2 separate regions of the Ovis aries genome follow, and region 2 is linked to region 1. Evidence: chromatin contacts called from public Hi-C data. All regions are on one chromosome and are shown on one strand. Each heading gives the region's core, a stretch centred on a gene start, on an enhancer-like site or on the middle of the called end of the contact. The rest is flanking DNA. Distances are from core to core; before and after follow the strand shown.

Region 1 (3,353 bases), core at 449-2,948:
TGTATAACTCATGTATAAAATGCAGCGTTTCCATTAACGGAAAAGGAGACTCAAGCATCACACTGACAATATCAGTAATATGCATTTGTAGTTACATGCTGTAGATAGCTGTGAAAGCTACATTTTATTACATTAATAAAACTCCTGAAGCAGCCCAGCTTGGGCTAGAGGCAACATTATTAAGGCTCATGGCTTCAGCAGCTAAGAGTCTGTCAAATCAGTCTTAGCTGTAGCAACACACAGCATGTTGGGGAAGCTCTCTCCCACCCATAAAATAACGATGATTATTTTTCAGGATAAAATACTACATGCTGCTGGAATGACACGCTACCTGAGAGCTATGAGAGTAACAAAGCAAAGATAAAACTCAAGCTCAATGAGAACAAAAAGCAGATTGAGAGGGCCTCTTGTCCTCCGGGCAGATGGGGCCATCAGGTTCTGTGTCCAGCGATGTTAAGCATAACTTCTTCCCCGAGTCTACAGCGGGCACAGGAGACCCCCTGAGGAGAGTGTTCGTCTCGAGGAAGGGACGTGTGTAGGGTTCCAAGTGTTTCTGGGTCAGCACCTTGGGCACGCTGACAGGTAGAAAGACCAGGGCATTGGACCGGCCGGGTGGATCGATAGCTCTTTAGGTGTCTGCCAATCACCCATTAGGGAGGAAGACCAGCTGGATGAGTCCCAGCAGCTCCTCAGATGCTCTAATGACTGTGCGTCCCCCTCCCTAGGTGGGAAATGGGAGGCAGGGCGGTGGGGAGGACTCCAGATCAGGAAAGCAAAGGGTATGTTCAGAACAGGGGCTTCCCAGGCGGCTCAGAGGTAAAGAACTGCCTGACAATGCAGGAGACGCGGGTTCCATCCCTGGGTCGGGAAGATCCCCTGGAGGAGGGCATGGGGACCCACTCTGGTATTCTTGCCTGGGAAGCCCCATGGACAGAGGAGCCTGGTGAGCCAGGGTCCATGGGGTTGCAGAGTGGGACACACTGCACAGCTTAGCGTGCACACACCATTCAGAGCAGCACAGAGGCAGCAGAGCAGGCTGGGCGGCAACAGTGTTCACAGGACCAGGTGACATCGCTGTGAACCAAGCCAGTGATCAGACCACAGGCTCCAGACTGTCACCTGCCCAAAAGTCAGCTCCGGGACGACTTCCGAGATCAACACTGGGGTGTCAAAACATCATGCTTCTGTTGGAAATGTCACCTGGAATTCCCAGTGAGCCTTTCCCACTGATTAACTTTGAAATTCAAACATTCTCGGCTGCAGGGAAAGGTTGATGGAGGTTATTTATTTATTGTTTAAAATTCTTTCAATACACAGCCAATTTTGAACTGAAAATCAGAATTATCCTTCTGAATCTCGCATTCTAGTGAGCCTCCCGGATCACCCACTTTCTTCCACGCTGCAGGTTTTTTTGGTCATCGCACAAAACCTGAGGCTGCGCCGCTGGGTGTGTGGCGTACTCAGGCGTGGGAGCTTGGGAGGCCTTCAGGGTCAGGATTTTTGTGTGCACGCGTTTTTCCCCAGAAAGAAGGTCCAGGGCTTTCACAGCTTTCTCTCCAGGAGGGTCTCTGAGCTCCCTTCCCCTCACGTAAAAGCATGAATAGCACGGGGAGGCAGCATGCGACACGGTTCTGCATGGAGGTGTCGTTTCTGGTAAGGCCGAGAGGTGGCAGGGTAAACGGCAGCCTGCAGCGGCCCCATTTTCCCGGAGAGAAGCCCTGTGAAAGGAGAGCCTGTCTGTAACCTCGCCTCCGCTTGCACAGACTGTGGATATGGGGCCTCCATCCCTGGAGGAGGAGAGCAAGGCTGAAGGGGCAGCCTGGGGTTTTAAAGGTCACAAACATCCAAAGACAACATTTGGTAAATGTTTCTTGGGGTGTTGAGCACCACGCCAGAAATGCACAGACCTCAATCATTGGCAGAATCAAAAGTACTTATAAAACTGATGATAATTTCCCAAGTTATGATTAGCACTTAATTTTACCACAAAGTATCATTGTTCAAAGATGCTATAAACCGCCTGAAGAAATGACTTCTGAACAGAAAAAGACCAGTTTCTTTGCATCAGCACCGAAAGATCTCTTTCAGTTCTTCCACTTCGTGGGGGTTAAAAATAACAGAAAAAGGGGAAGTTGCCTCATGTAGGTAGATTCAGAGGGTTTTTATTTTGATAGTTAAGTATCACTTTCATTTTCTGTGAAAGTATGAGACGCAGGGATCTTTGCTTGCAAATTCTTAACCAGATCCCCACTGGATAACATTTTCTACTTTAAACATATCTAGCCAATTCAAATATGAGTATTTAAGGAAGCAGATGCTAGGTTTCATATAGCTGAGCACAGTGAACTTTCTCAAGGCAAACTCACTTGTTTAATGGTATATGTGATGTGATAACCTGTAGTTCTTAGTGATGAAATTAAGCTTGTTTATATCTTTAAAAGCAATCATTTGGTGGGCTGAGATGAATCTATTTTTGCCTATCATTTCCATTCCTTTAAGAAGTTTCCATAAAATTCATAATTATTAGGGGACAGAAAGCAAATATGCATGGATTCCAGCTATTCTGGGAGAGGATGATAAATAGGAAGGGCTTGAGGGCGTTTGACAAATACCATCAGACGTAATGCAAATTTTGTGGGTGGAATAGATTCTGAGAAGTATCTGCCTGCATGTTCTGGTTCATTTTTCACAGTCCAGTTTAAACTGTGAGACTCCTTTGAAATAGAAAATAATCTCCTGGGGGTCAAACAGGAACAAAGTGGTTAAAGTCCAGGTTCTCTTGGATAATAAATAACTTTAGAAGGGGCATCAGCTGATCAGTTAATTAACCAATTGATTAGTATTTATGGAGCATCTATTTTTTTTCCACTCAGTGTTGAGAGGAACATGAGACAAATTCAATGCATAATTTCTTAGTTATAGTCACGTCACCTGTTGTGCCTTAATGTGTGTGTGGGGAGGCGTGCAGAGAAAGGGTCCTAGTGGGAGCCTTGGGTGGGAAGGGTTATCTAAACGCGATTTGTTAAGTGTTTTAAGTCCCTTTGCCGTCCACCTGAAACTGTCACAACATTGTTAATCAGCTATACTCCAATACAAAATAAAAAGTGTGATCTAAAAAAATGCTTCTCTCTCACTTTCTAAAGACTCTCTGATGGAGAAATTTCAATACAACTCCTCTCACGTGGCTGCTCCTTGCTTCCTGTTACGTCAGGCGCTTGAAACACCTAGAATTCCTTTCATAGAATGTTTTATCGAATCCAAGTTGGTCCAGATGGGCCACAGTTTGAGCAGCCATCAGGCTGCTAGTTTGACCTTCTTGATCTCAAGGATGGTGGCTGTGTGTTTTTTCGCCC
Region 2 (3,353 bases), core at 473-2,972, 80 kb before region 1:
CTTCTTTATAGTCCAACTCTCACATCTGTACATGACCACAGGAGAAACCATAGCTTTGACCATATGGACCTTTGCTGGCAAAGTGTTGTCTCTGCTCTTTTGCTGTCTAGGTTTGTCCTAATTTTCCTTCCAAGTAGTAAGCAACTTTTAATTTCATGGCTGCAGTCACTGCATCGATTTTGAAGCCCAAGAAAATAAAATCTGTCACTGTTTCCACTTTTCCCCTTCTATTTGCCATGAAGTAATGGGACCGGATGCCATAAGGATAAGCTAATAATTTTTAAGTTTCCGATTGGGAAATTTCAATGAGACGTCATTTCTTATTTAACCATGAGAAGTTATTTGGCTAGAAATACTAGCAATGGACTAGTAATTTCAATGGACTAGTGAAGCAATGGACTTGTAATTTCATTATTAAAACGTGCCATGGAAAGAAATTATTGTCATAGGGCTGGTTTTACTTTGGAAAAAAAAAAAAAGTCTGGGATTTACATAGTCTTGGTTAAGAAAGTTGCTGTCTTAAATTTCTGCGTGCTTTACATGAATGTGAGTGCCTCCCTTGTGTGTATATTAGGCAATGAATATATATTTGTTCGATTTTTGTTGATCTGTGATTTCATGATTTCGCTTTGTGATTTTCTCTTAAGAAAACATATTATAGTGATTTTGCCCGCGTTTCTCAGTATCCTTTACTAGGGAAGGGAGAGTGGATCGGAGGAGGGCTGTTAGAGGGGCCTGGCGGTCCATTTTCCGTAAATAACACAGACCGCCAGGCAGCAACTCAACAGGGCCGGCAGACTCATTAGACAGGCTGCGAAGGTATGCGGGCATTTAAAACACATCTGATGACGATGAAGTGTGTGTGTGGGCGTGTTTTACAAGGTTGCCGCTCCTGGATTACACGCGGTCTCCTCTTCCCGTCGCCTTCAGGTAGGTTGGCAGTAAGACAATTTTTTTTTTCCTTTTTTGCAACTGTACCTCTCTCCGCTGCGGTTTCAAAGCGGGCCCCTCCCACAAATGCAGAGGGTCCGCGCCCATTATCAAAGAGTGTGCCAGCCCAGGAGGGGCGCCGTAAGCGCCCCGTCTCGGACCCCGAGCACTGGACGCCCCCTGCAAGGCAGGCAGAACCCACGGCGCCCCGAGCCTTCCCCGGGTCGGAGCCGGGGTTCGGCTGCGACAGCCGGCCCGCAAGCCGCAGAGACAGGAGAGGCCGACCCCGCCGCGCGCAGCCTCGCGTCCCCTCCGGCCTTCCGCCGCCGCCGCGCAGCCGCACAGCCCGCAGCCCGCACGGCGCGCGCGTCCCCACCAATCGCGCCCTGCCGCCGCGGGCCTCCCCTCCCGGGGGGCTCCCTCCGCCCAACCGCCCGCGTGATTGACAGGCGGCCGGGCGGAAGCCGCCGCGCAGGCGCGGTGGCCGGCGCCGCGGCCCTCGGGCCGGGTCGCCGAGCTCCCGGCAGGCTCCGCGCCGCGGCTGCGCAGTGCCGCGCAGGCTTTTAATTCCATTGTGGAGAGGACGGCGTTATTTTTATTAACCGGAGGCGGCGGCGGCGGCGGCGGCGGCGGCGGCGGCGGCGGGACCCGTAAGTGCGGGGCGCGGGCGCGGGCGGCGGCGGCGGCGGCGGGCGGGCGCGGGCCGGGGGCGCGGGCGGCGGCGGCGGCGGGCGGGCGGGGGCGCCGCGGCCGGCGGCCGGCCCACTCCTCTCTCCTCTCCTCAGCCAGGCCTGCTCCGGGGCATGAAAGTCGGCAGCGCGTTCCTGAGCGGCGGCGGCGGCGGCGCGGGCAGCGGCGGGCGGGCGGAGATGGAGCCCAGCTTCCCGCCGGGCATGGTGATGTTCAACCACCGGCTGCCCCCGGTCGCCAGCTTCGCGCGGCCGGCGGGCGCGGCCGCCCCTCCCCCGCAGTGCGTGCTGGCCGCCGCCCCGGCCGCGGCCCCGGCCGCCGAGCCCCCCCCGGCGCCCGCCCCGGACGTGACTTTCAAGAAGGAGCCGGCGGCGCCCGGCGCGGCCTTCCCGGCGCAGAGGACCTCCTGGGGCTTCCTGCAGTCGCTGGTCAGCATCAAGCAGGAGAAGCCGGCCGACCCCGACGAGCCGCCGGGCGCCCCCCACCCCCACTACGGGGGGCTGTTCGCGGGGGCCGACGAGCGGGCTTCGGGGCTGGGCGGCGGGGATGGGGGCGGCGCGGGCGTCATCCAGGACCTGAGCGCCCTGCACCCGCCGCCGCCCGCCCCGCACCCGCACCCGCACCCGCGCGACGTGCTGCTCGGCCGGACTGACGACCCCCGCGGCCCCGAGGAGCCCAAGCCGGACGCGAGCGTCAAGAAGGCCAAGAGGCCAAAGCCAGAATCTCAGGGAATCAAAGCCAAGAGGAAGCCGGGCGCCTCTTCCAAGCCGCCGCCGGCGGGGGACGGGGAGGGCTCCGTGCTGTCCCCGAGCCAGAAGCCCCACGTCTGCGACCACTGCAGCGCGGCGTTCCGCAGCTCCTACCACCTGCGCCGGCACGTCCTCATCCACACGGGCGAGCGGCCCTTCCAGTGCGGCCAGTGCAGCATGGGCTTCATCCAGAAGTACCTGCTGCAGCGGCACGAGAAGATCCACAGCCGCGAGAAGCCCTTCGGCTGCGACCAGTGCAGCATGAAGTTCATCCAGAAGTACCACATGGAGAGACACAAGCGCACGCACAGCGGAGAAAAGCCATACAGATGCGACACTTGCCAGCAGTACTTCTCCAGGACTGACCGGCTGCTGAAGCACAGGCGCACGTGCGGGGAGGCCCTGGGCAAGGGGGCGCCCAGCGCGGACCCTGGGTCCTCCGGCGGCCACAGCAGCGCGGGTAGCCTGGCTGTGTTGTCTCAGGGAAATACCAGTTCTTCGAGGAGAAAGGCGAAGTCCAAGAGCCTCGCCGTTGAGAGCAAGGAGCCCAAGACGGGGAAAGCGAGTGAATCCCACCTGTCCAACAGTATAAACATGCAGAGTTACTCCGTAGAGATGCCGACCGTGTCTTCCAGTGGAGGCATCGTTGGCCCTGGCATAGACGAACTCCAGAAAAGGGTGCCCAAACTGATCTTCAAGAAAGGAAGCAGGAAGAGCACCGATAAGAACTACCTGAATTTTGTGTCACCGTTACCAGACCTGGTTGGGCAGAAGTCCTTGTCCGGGAAACCCAGCAGCTCCCTTGGCATCGTGTCAAACAGTAGCGTGGAGACCATTAGTCTCCTCCAGAGTGCAGGTGGCAAACAAGGTCAGATAAGCAGTAATTACGATGATGCCATGCAGTTCTCAAAGAAAAGAAGATACCTACCAACCGCCAGCAGCAATAGTGCCTTTTCCGTGAACGTGGGACACATGGTGTCCCAG

What was found. A called contact is a pair of places that touch in the nucleus more often than the background predicts.
Region 2: a contact with region 1 is called in a Hi-C map of mixed tissues, with 2.8 times the contacts expected there. The contact joins the promoter of ZNF281 here to the enhancer-like site in region 1. A contact is called at or near these places in 4 of 16 Hi-C or Micro-C datasets (blood and mixed tissues).

The regions. Positions count from the first base shown.
Region 1 is chr12:78,484,801-78,488,153 of ARS-UI_Ramb_v3.0, reverse strand. No RefSeq gene overlaps it. Among named protein-coding and RNA genes, the nearest start is that of ZNF281, 80 kb to the left of the region's middle. Within about 2 kb of position 1,698, at least 10 of the 54 cell types and tissues checked have an H3K27ac peak or open chromatin away from gene starts, as enhancers often do.
Region 2 is chr12:78,564,820-78,568,172 of ARS-UI_Ramb_v3.0, reverse strand. ZNF281 (zinc finger protein 281) reads left to right here and starts at 1,722. Exons shown (of 1, transcript XM_027976001.3): 1 at 1,722-3,353. The coding sequence starts at 1,734.